Regions from separate parts of the Mus musculus genome. Here regions 1 and 3 are each linked to region 2. The links are chromatin contacts, called in public Hi-C and HiChIP or PLAC-seq maps. All regions are on one chromosome and are shown on one strand. Each heading gives the region's core, a stretch centred on a gene start, on an enhancer-like site or on the middle of the called end of the contact. The rest is flanking DNA. Distances are from core to core; before and after follow the strand shown.

Region 1 (3,638 bases), core at 992-3,491, 2.4 Mb before region 2:
GTGCCCTACAGGCTGGGAGAATACAGACTGGACCACAGTAGGCAGGCACTAACTGCTCCTGTCTCTCCATAGCCTCTGTACAGAACTGGAAACAGAGGCTCAGGTGGGTTATGTTCCCCTGCCCAAAGTCATCATTGAAGGGGCAGGGTAAAGCCGTTCCCTAAACCACAAAGCTAAGACTAGTCCCAGGACTTGGAAGAAAAGCAGGAAGCTGAACAGGCCAGGAGGTCCAGAGTCCACAGCTAGGCTCTGGCACAAGCCTCTACCATGATGAACTGACTGTAATGGAGTGTGATCTTGGAGAGTGACCAAATTCCTGCCTGCGATGGCTTACTTTTTTCTTCTATAAATTTAAGTTGTCATCCCTGGTTTGTGTCCTGCAGATCTTGGAACTCACTTTATAAGTAAAGATACTTCATAACTTGCACTGACTCTCCTGCCTCTGCCTTCCAAGTGCTGAGATTGACAAACATATGGGACCAGTTTGTTTGTTTGTTTTGTTTTGTAGCCAGGGTTTCTCTGTGTAACAGCCCTAGCTGTCCTATAACTCACTCTGTGGATCAGGCTGGCCTTGAACTCAGAGATCTGAGATCTACCTGCCTCTGCTTCCCAAGTGCTGGGATTAAAGGCGTACACCACCATGACAGGCTGGTTTGTCTGTTTAGTTATTTATTTATCTTTGGTTTTGAGACAAGGTCTCATGTAGCCCAGACTGAACTCAATCAGGTATCTTAAGGTAGCTGACCTGTTCCTATTGTCTCAACCTCCCAAACACTGGGATGTGAGTCTATACCATCATTTCTTGCTTCAAAATCCCAAAATTTCCACTGCAAGACCTTTGGCCCAGGCAGAAGCTCCACCAAAACCCAAAATGACCAAGAATCTTATTAAACACACATGTGGAGGAGAAAAGTCAAGGGTCCCCTTAGTGCCTATGTTCCACCCTTGGAGCCAACAATGTCCCTCAGTGGTCTGGTGAGATTCTCCTCACCCTTCAGTCTCAGTTGGAATATTCCCTCTACCCGGAAGTGCTCTTTGTACTCTATGTCAGGTCAGGTACCTAGTGGGCTCTGCCATCCCATCTAGATTGTCACTGTATGAGTCTTGGTTCGACAGACTGGTACTGGCGTAGATAGACCCTGTTGTTTTATAAGCAGGGTCAGCTCAAAACAAACACTCATCATATCATTTATAAGCTACATGGGGCGTTGGACAAACATGAACGGTAGTTCTCGGTAAATTACAAAGACTTCCCCCTCGTCTCTGCTTTACAGAGATCAGTCTTTTCTAGGAGCACACATCTGGTGCGTTTGCGAAGCAAGTGAGGTCTTTGCTCAGGAGACTCCCTTGGCTCACCCGGCTGCTCTAAACTCGAGTCTGCCTACAGTTCCTGACATAATGCGGACATATTAGGACCGTATCTTTCCCAGTGTCGGGCTAAGAAGCCTGCACGGTGCGGCTACCGAACGAAAAGGATCGGTGTGAGGAAACTCATAAATAAACGGAAGGACGCCCATTCTGGGTTCATCCTTTTGCCAGGTCGCAAGATTCCAACACTATCACGACCCTAACTCAGTGTAAAACTAACGCACAAGCTCTGTGCTCTAAACCCAGGGTGATACGCAAATCACCCACAGGGCCGAAGGGAAACTGAGGGACAAACTGGGGTTTCTGTAGTCAAGTGTCTCTCTTAAGGATGGCTCCGAAGCGGATCGCTAAGGGGACTTCTTCTCGGTCCCGCCCCTAACTTCTGACAATAAGCTCCACCCTGGTGTTTCTCACACCTCATCCTATTGGCTGGTGTAGACGTCAACCGCCAGAAGCCCTCTTCTCTATTGGCTTGCATTCCAAACTCGCGCGGTGACGCCCCTGACTGCTCTCCCTTCTTCCCTATTGGGTCAGTGACACGCCCCTCTAGCAGAAGCCATCCTCATTGGCTATAGCGTTTTGCCGGTTCGCGCCGGGATTGGTCAAGCACAGACGCCGTTCCCCTGAACTAGAAAGATCGGGAATGGAAGGGCTAGAGGCCTTGGGGTGAGACTCACGCTGGGCTGGCGGTAGGCAGATGTAGGTCTTGAAGAACTCGCTGCGGCGGGCAGCATCCTTGATACGGTTGGCCAGCGGCTTGCTAACCTGCCGGATGCCCAAGTAGAACAGCTTCGCCATGGGGAACGCGCCCACCACCATCTCGGCGGCCGCCCTGGGGCACGCGCAACCTTGCTGACTGGGCGGGGCGCCGCCGACCTCGCCGTTCCTCCCCCACCCGCCCGTGGGCCGTGCGTGCTTGCGTAAGGAAGGACTTGCCTACGTGCCTACGTAGGAGCGTGCGTTTGCACGCTCGCGGCGGAGGTGGTGGGGAGGGTGTTTGTCTGCTGGGGGGGGGGCGGGCGCTCGTGACGTCGCCGCGTCGACGCCTCGACGTCCGTACGTTGGGTATGCAAATGTGCGGCGGAAGTGAAGCGTCAGAGGGCGGTGCCGTTAAACGGCCGCTCGTGGGAGCGTGGCCGGAGCCCTAGTCCCGACGTACTGACGTCACCGCGTCTTGCGTGATGTCACGTACTGAGTCGATTTCCCTGCCCATAGGAGGCGCCTGGTGAGTCCCAATTAAGTCTAAAGAGTCGGGGTGCGCCTTCCCGGCGGTTAGTGCCCTCGCCGGGGAGGGGAGCGAGTCAGCGCGTAGTCATACAGACCTGCCGCTTTACTCACTCTCTGAAGTTGGAGGAGTGACTCAACCCTTCAGGAAATCGGTTCGTTCTTTTTTTGTTGTTGTTTTTTTTCCCCTAATTGTTTTTAAAAGCCGGTCTCGTGTAACCCAGCCTGGCTCCGAACTCAATGTGTAGCCTACGCTGTCCTTGGAACTCCTGATCCTCCTGTGTCTGTGCCGCAGTGCGGTGCTGGGATCACAGCCCTGCGCTACACGGCCCAGCATTGATGTCAGCATCCCCGTGAGCAAAATGTCACACATAACAGTACCTGTCTTGTGTTTTCTGTGTTGTGAGGCTTGTGTCTCTGAACCCCAAGGCATTTCCCATCTTAGGAGGGGGGCTCCACCACTGAGCAAAAGACTCCAGCTCCTCCCAGGGGGGAGGGGGTTAGGCGGTGACTCTATCGCTGCGCCATGCTCACTGAGTGGCTCTACTAGTCAGCTTTGTGTGTGAATCCTGAATGTAAAACACAGGAAGTAACTACATGTAGAGCATGTCCCGCAAAGCCCAAATGTGCACTACAGCTAATCCATCCTTTTCCCAAGTAACCGAGTGAAAGACTGAGGGTCCCATAAGAACGGGGTGACACGGGGCTTCTCAGCCACCACATTGCCTAATATCACTGGTTCTCAAGCAGCCTGACTTCCTCCTTTGGAGGGTAAGGGTCCCCAGGGAGCTGGCTCAGGAAGGAACTTTAAGGACATGTCCCAGACTGTCCTCCCTTACCCAGCAGGGAGCAAAATCATATAAACAAAGTCAAGACTTAGTTGAGAGAAATTCCTGGATGGTGGCGTGAGGATGGGTAGTTGGGGACGGGAAGGGACCGGAAGGCAAAGGAGCAGAGGGGTCGTGGCTATCAAGAGAAAAAACTGGTGACACATAGCCAAGGGACCCCGGACTTTCCCATCAGTGCCTTTGGTCAAGTCCTCGCAT
Region 2 (3,389 bases), core at 632-3,131:
AACAGCCAGATCCCCGTCTCCACCCCCACAGCCTCGGCTCAGGTTTCCCTAAACGGGAAGCTCTGACCACACACATGTACACACATAGAGGCTTAGGTACCGGGATGGGATGGGCCAGGGGAGTGGGCTGGGGGAAGGGAAGAGAGATGGAGACAGACATTAGGCAGAAAAACATTGAGGCCTAGAGACAGACCACGACCCCATTTCTAATCTCCTCTGTTTTTGGAAGCTTTACAGGTCTTGGAAGACCATAGAGACAGAGACTGTGTTAAGGAAATGAAACAGAGATGCTGGGGTATGGAAAGGTTGGAGCAACAACCGGAAAGGGTCTCCAGACTCAAGGAGTGATGTAGGGAGGGAGAAAGAGCTGGAGCCTTTTCAATTTGAAAGTCATCATTAGAGTTCCTCGGCGAATCATACTCTCTCTCCCCTCACTCCCTAGCTATCTTCACCTGGCCTCCCCGTGTTACTGAGCCATGGGACCAAGTAGAAGAAAGAAGTGTCATTGGGTTGATCAAAATGCCCCCGGGGGTCCTCAGGGACTGTTCGGGGGTTTCTCAGCAGCCGGTCTCTCTCTCCAGAGGCCTGAAGATTCCCCTTCCCCCACCCCGCCCCCTCCAGGGATCTCCAAGCACCCCGAGACTTAAGGAAAGATGAAGATGGATTCCGGGTAGCGGGGCCCAGAGGGAGGTTATGTTTGAATGCCGGCTGTGTGACCTTGGGTGAGTCTCTTCCTGTCTCTAAGCCTCAGTTTTTTTCTCTGTAAAATGGGGACTTTCAAACCCTCATGAAATAGGAAATCTGTAAGAAGACGAATGTTTGGTTTAACACACACTAGGCATCCAGGACGGTTAACAGGGTCCATGCTGAGTCCAACGGAGGCCGTGCATCCTCCCTATCAGCTCTATTTGGGGGTAGGAAAAGCCAGGTCTCCAGTCTTATCTCTTTCCCCCTGCCTGCTCCCCTACCCTAGGACCGGTGTGCTGAGCATACACTACCAAGACAGACAGACGGACACAGGAGCAGGGAGGTGGGGGAACGAATGGGGGAGGGAGGAATGCATGGATGGACGCACGGACAGGCGACCCCTCACCAGCTGCTCCTCCAGGGCTGCTGCGGCCCTGCGCGCCGCTGCCGCATCCTCGTCCTCCTCGGCGTCCTCCTCGTCCTCAGCCTCGGCGCCCCCCATCCCGGGCTGGGCCAGCCGCAGCGCCTGCTGCACGCGGTACTCCTGCCTCTCTCGGAGCCAATGCAACTCGCAGAGCCCGGCCAGGCTGCCTTCCAACCATCCCCGCAGCCGACCCCGCTCCGGGCTCACCGGGAACGAGAAGGCCCGGATCATGGCTGCGGCCCCCCGCCCCAGCCCGGCCGGGCCCCACGGCCGCCCCTCTCGCCGGTCCCACCTCCCCGCCCCAGCAGCCCGCCCGCCCGCTGGCCGGGCTGTCACCGTCTCATCTGCATAGGCGCCCGCCCATTGGGCCGCCCACCCGCGCCTCATCTACATGACCACGCCCCTGAAGGCACGACAACGACCTACTATTGGTTGTTGCCTTCCGTGACGCAGGGCTCCGCCCCGCCCCATTTTTCCTTAACAACGCATGCCCAGGACTACCTACGGGGGTATCAGACTCGCCACGCCCCTTTGTGCGGCGATCCTGGGGCTGTGGCCACGCCTTCTTTATAATCACAATGAAGCAAGCCCGCCCTTGCTCCAATTTCATTGGTGCCAGTCGCTTGGTTCTGGAGCTGGTTCCGCCCCCTTGCGGGCGAGCGCTGGCTGCCATTGGGCTCTCCAGGTCCAGGGAAGGGTGGTCTATAAATAGAGACTGGATCCACGTGACAGCTCCGCAGCTGCTCTTGCCGCCCCTCCCAAACTTTCAGCTTCTGAGTCTGCGCAGAAGGATCATCAGTGATGATTGAATCCGGATCACGCCTCCTCTTCCAGGCAGCTTTCCCAGACCCTCAGAAGTAAAGCGGATTGAACATCTTACGGTTTGATTATGCTTTTAAGCAGGACCTGTTCAAACCGGCTCTGTAATTCCATCATAGGGGAGGCTGAACCAGGAGGAGAATTGAGAGTTCAAGGCCAGCCTAAACTACATAGTGAATTTCAAGCTAGTTTGGATTACACAGCGAGTTTCTGTCTCATCAAAACAGCACATTTACGGAATTACAAGACCCTGGGTGAAATATTCTATGCTTTGACCAGAAGAGAATCTGAGGTCTTTTTTGTCTTCCAGGTGCGGTGGAGCTGAGTTCCACCAGTCTGAGCTCGCAGGGGCCTTTGTTCACGGTTCTAAGAGGCTTTGTTCTCAGTCTTCTGAGATGCTCTGTTCTCAACGTTCTGAAGTTCTAAATCTGAGCCTGCCTGCTTTCGAAGGCTGCATTCTGCCTCTTCTCACTGGGCAAGCCGGGCTAGCGCCCCCTCACGCGGCCAGCATGTGTCACTACACCCGGTGTGTCGGCAACGTTTGTGAAATAGCCCATTTCTCAGACGGACCTTTGACTCCTTAAAAGCTCAGATCTGGAAGGGAGGATGGGGCCGTAGAATCGCGGTGAGTTCGAGGCCAATCTGGGCTAACTATGACAGCCTGTCATTGAAAGAAAAATATAGTGTGAAACTGTCTTTTATAATGTTTTATGATCATCTGGCAATAACCAACTTTGATGTGGTGAGTCTATGCCACTTTAAGGCAGAGTAACACTAGGAAACGTATTTGGTCTCTCTGTGCTCTTCATCTACATCTAAAAAAAAGTTATTCTGAACGTTTAACAGCATAATTATGTTTTGTTTTGCTTTTTGAGGGTTTCACTAAGTAACCCTGGCTGAACTGTAACTATGTAGACCAGACTGGCTTGTTACTTTCAGACCACCTCTGGGTTGTATCTGACTCCCCCTACTCCAGTGCTCGTATTAAAGGAGTGGGTCACCACGTATAACCCTGTTATTTTTTATTATTTTTTTTTTGGAGTAACAGCTTCTACCACTCATAAAGAACTGAGTCTTGGGCATGGTGAGTCATATCTGTAATCCCAGCACTGGAGAAATGGCTCCGTGATTTAAGAGTGCTGTTGCTCTTCCAGAAGACCTGGGTTCGGTTTCTGGCACACAGAGAGAAAAAGAGGCTCACAGTCCTCTTTAACTCCAGCATCAGAGGATCCACTGTCCTCTTCTGGTCTCCTCAGGCAACTGCACTCTGTGCGTGAGTGCACACATACACCACACACTGAAATATTTAGTCTTGCTGGGCAGTGGTGGCGCACACCTTTACTCTCACAGCACTTGGGAGGCAGAAGTAGGCAGATTTCTGAGTTTGAAGCCAGCCTGGTCTACAGAGTGAGTTTCAGGACAGCCAGGGCTACACAGAGAAACCCTGTCTCAAAAATTT
Region 3 (3,381 bases), core at 825-3,324, 2.5 Mb before region 2:
GGGGTATTGATCGATCGATCGATCGATCGATCACACGCGGGCAGGTTCAGAGGGAGGGATGAAAACCCAGTGTATAATTTTTTTGTGAGAGTTCTTGGTCGGTTGGTTTATATCTCCCTGGCTTGTCTGGAACTCCCTCCTGAGTGCTGGGATTAAAGGCATGGGCTACTGCCACCACTGAGCTTATCTTGTCTCTCTCTCTCTCTCTCACTCTCTTTCTCTCTCTCTCTGCTATACTTAAACTCTCATTCCACCTGCCTCCACCTTCCCAGTGCTATGTACCCTAACAGTCTTTTTTATGCAGTGTTGGAGATTGAACCTGGGCTTCCTGCACGCTAGGTGAGCACTCTACTGGCTGAGCCACACATCAACCCCTTCCTTCTGCGCTTCTAAGAGCTGTGCGTTCTGTTGCCAGTGGTCTCAACCGCCTGAGCCTCTAGACCACAGGACCCTAATTCTCCCACCAGAGAGCAACAGTGACTATCCCCAGGAATGTAGGGCTACGGCAGGATGAGAGGCCCTGGAAGGTTCCAGACAGAAACTGGAAAGTTCCCAGGACCAGCCTCAGTTTCCCCATTGCTAGGGAGGCATCCTCTCGGGGGTCAACGAACTCCACTGAAGGTGGAACTCGCTGTTTCTACCTTTGGGTGATTGCCAAATGCCTGTGTGGACAGAGAGACCCATCCTGACCTGAGCCTGGCAGGACACACACAGCCTGTGCTGGCAGCTGTGGCTATTGTTCCTTAGCTTCATTTCAGGCTGTCACTCCAGCCCAGGCATTCGCAAACACCCTCCCTCTTCAGACCCTTCTCCCCCACCAGCTTCGTAATCCCCCTACATAAGGGCTCAGAGGTGGAGAGACAGTGGGAGGTGCGTGCCTGCCCCTGCCCTCTCCCTGGCTCAAGGACAGACAGACACCTCCAGAATTAGCCTCCCTCCCTCCCTTATCTCCCATAATACCTCAGGTCAGACAGATGGAAGTGGAGGCAACATGCCTCACCTCTGGGTCACAAGGAGCCCCACCCCAGGAGGAAGAAGGTTAATTAGAAAAGCTGGTGGCAGTGAAGGAATTCCTTCCACACACAGACAGCTGTCACAAGAGCGAAGGAGACGTCCAATTCAACTGCCTGTATGGCCCGCCAGCCTGTTTACCACTTCCATTCTCTGTAACGCATAACGCAGCAGTACACGGCCACAGAAGCCTACCAGATCCAGCCCTGCAGTCCTGTTATTCTGCCCTGGGCTCTAGAATGACTTTACCAAACACCACCTATTTCCCATCCCGTGGGGGCAATAAGAGGTCTGACTCCCGCTTCCGCTAGGGGGCGCTCCTGGGCGAATGTGACTCCTCTGGTTAGGCAGGTCTGACGCCCCAGCTAATGACATGTTGGGGTTCGCTCAGCGGCACAGAAGAGGTTGGAGAGCTGCCCCGGCTTCTCACTCCCTGCCCCCATCCCAAAACCAGAAGGTGGGGTGTAGCGCACACAGCCTCCTGAGAAACCCACGCCCCTCGTGCTTGTCCCACTCTTTTCGAAGACCAGGATCCACTAGTCCAGTGCCACTAATTTTACTCAAACACCTAGTGGTTCGGTGCTGAAGGCAGCTGGAGGGTGACCGGGCGCCGGACCATTCTAGAACGTCCTGATCTCCCACATCTGCCCCAAATACAGAGACCCGGGACCTCAACAGCACCCTAAGACACTTCCAAGGGTCCCCAATTAAAGTATTCAAAAAATTCCAGCTCCAATAACTCCCCAGGACCAAGGGCTCCGAGCACCACTAAGAGCAGATGTCCAAACCCCCTATCCATCTGCCCAGTAAAGTCGGCACCCCAGTTCCTTCTTTCCAGGGATCCAGGCGTGAGCTCCCCACACTATTCCCCTGGACTTAAGGTCCGAGTTTCCAATAAGTCTTCCCAGGAACGCGGTATCCGGTTCTGGGGTGGCTGGACCCTGGGTGGGGGTGGAACTCACGCGTCGGGGCAGATCCTGGCACCGGGGGGCTTTTCCTCGGGCTCCGGCTCCGGCTCCAGCGGCGGGGAGCGGAGGACGGGGCGGGGCAGTCGCCTGGGAACAGGTTAGACGACGTGACTCTGACTGGAGGGAGGCGTGTCCCTCGGAGGAGGGGGAACTGCGGTTGCCTGGAGCACCTTGGGATTTGTAGTCCCGAATGGGCGAGGCGCCGCCAGGGACACTTCCATTTGGAGTCAGACGCGATCCATTTGACAGTCAGCCAGAGCTAGGTCCAGAAGATCATGGACGTCCTGGACGGCGAAATGCACAAGAATTTAGACCCTCACCTCACTATGGGTACAAGGGAAGAACCCCTGAGCCCTTTCCCACTCCTCCAGGCTCAGTGTCCCCTTGCCTGAGTGAAGATTTGGACACTTAAGGAGGAGATGGGAGGCGCGGAGAAATTCACACGACCAATACTATGGCGAGAAAAGGACCCACCTTAATCAGGACTCCAAGCCCCGGGTTATCTGTCTAAATAAAACAAAAAATAAAAATAAGGGGCCTCTAATCCTAGTACTTAAGAAGCAGAGACAGGCGCACCTCTGAAAGTTCAAGGCCATCCTGATCTACACAGCGAATTCCGAGCCAGCCTGGACTACATAAAGAGACCCTGTCTCAAAAAAACAAAACAAAACATCACAGCATTGGCGATTTACTGGCGTGCCTAGCAACAAGCTGAACTACAATCCCCAGCAGACTCCTGACCGACGTCCATCGCCAGCCACCTTCGAGTTATCTGGGAATTGGAGTTTTGAAGCCCACAAAGGGCGAGCCCCAGAGTTTCTCGCCCACGCGCGAGGGTGGACACATAGTCTGGAGATTCCTGGCGGAGGGAACACTCCTTCGTAGCCTTGGTGACCTCTGTTCTCAAAAGCCTCAGAAGAAGGGGGGAGCATCCCAATGCTGGAGGAGTCTCCAAAATCTCCGCAGAAGGGGCGGGCAGCGACGCTGACACACCGGCCAGGAATGCAGTCGAGTCTCCCTGTCTCGCCACCGTCCCGCGGCTCCACCCGCCACCCCATGCGCTGCAGTCCTGCTGGGAGGGGGCGTGGGCACGTCCCCCAAATCCCACGTGCACGCGCCGCTGTTTACTTGGGCCGCGGAGCAGACAGGGACCGACCAGCTGCACCTCTACCTGCCTCGGAACCGTGAGGAATACTTCCCATTCCGGACACTAAGTCCACGAGGACATCTACAAGTCTTCCCTGACACTAACCCTCACCCCGTTTCAAGCCAGGCTCTGGGGCTCTGGGGTCCGAGGCTCCTCCCATGACTCTGCAGACTCCTCCCCCTCAGTTTCCCGCTTCCCCTAGACTTCAGAAGCTCCGCCTCTGATTGCTATTAAAATGCTCCGTTCGTACACTTT

What was found. Hi-C and Micro-C count contacts between places; a contact is called where the count stands out from the background. HiChIP or PLAC-seq counts read pairs in DNA pulled down with a chosen protein or histone mark.
Region 1: a contact with region 2 is called in a Hi-C map of B cells, with 8 read pairs. The contact joins the promoter of Opa3 here to the promoter of 9330104G04Rik in region 2. A contact is called at or near these places in 4 of 39 promoter capture datasets (cranial neural crest, hematopoietic stem and progenitor cells, maxillary cranial neural crest and 1 more), 1 of 484 Hi-C or Micro-C datasets (B cells) and 10 of 115 datasets of contacts at active chromatin or transcription factors (acute myeloid leukemia, astrocytes, differentiating embryonic stem cells and 4 more).
Region 3: a contact with region 2 is called in an H3K4me3 HiChIP or PLAC-seq map of embryonic forebrain, with 6 times the contacts expected there. The contact joins the promoter of Ppp1r13l here to the promoter of 9330104G04Rik in region 2. A contact is called at or near these places in 2 of 39 promoter capture datasets (cranial neural crest and frontonasal cranial neural crest) and 3 of 115 datasets of contacts at active chromatin or transcription factors (embryonic forebrain, embryonic midbrain and stem cell-derived neural progenitor cells).

The regions. Positions count from the first base shown.
Region 1 is chr7:19,226,992-19,230,629 of GRCm38.p6, reverse strand. Opa3 (optic atrophy 3) reads right to left here and starts at 2,241. Exons shown (of 2, transcript NM_207525.3): 1 at 2,046-2,241. The coding sequence starts at 2,187.
Region 2 is chr7:16,873,378-16,876,766 of GRCm38.p6, reverse strand. It overlaps 9330104G04Rik (RIKEN cDNA 9330104G04 gene), which reads left to right and starts at 1,881. Exons shown (of 2, transcript NR_152128.1): 1 at 1,881-2,555. Dact3 (dishevelled-binding antagonist of beta-catenin 3) reads right to left here and starts at 1,450. Exons shown (of 4, transcript NM_001081655.1): 1 at 1,094-1,450. The coding sequence starts at 1,342.
Region 3 is chr7:19,359,909-19,363,289 of GRCm38.p6, reverse strand. Ppp1r13l (protein phosphatase 1, regulatory subunit 13 like) reads right to left here and starts at 2,074. Exons shown (of 13, transcript NM_001010836.3): 1 at 1,974-2,074.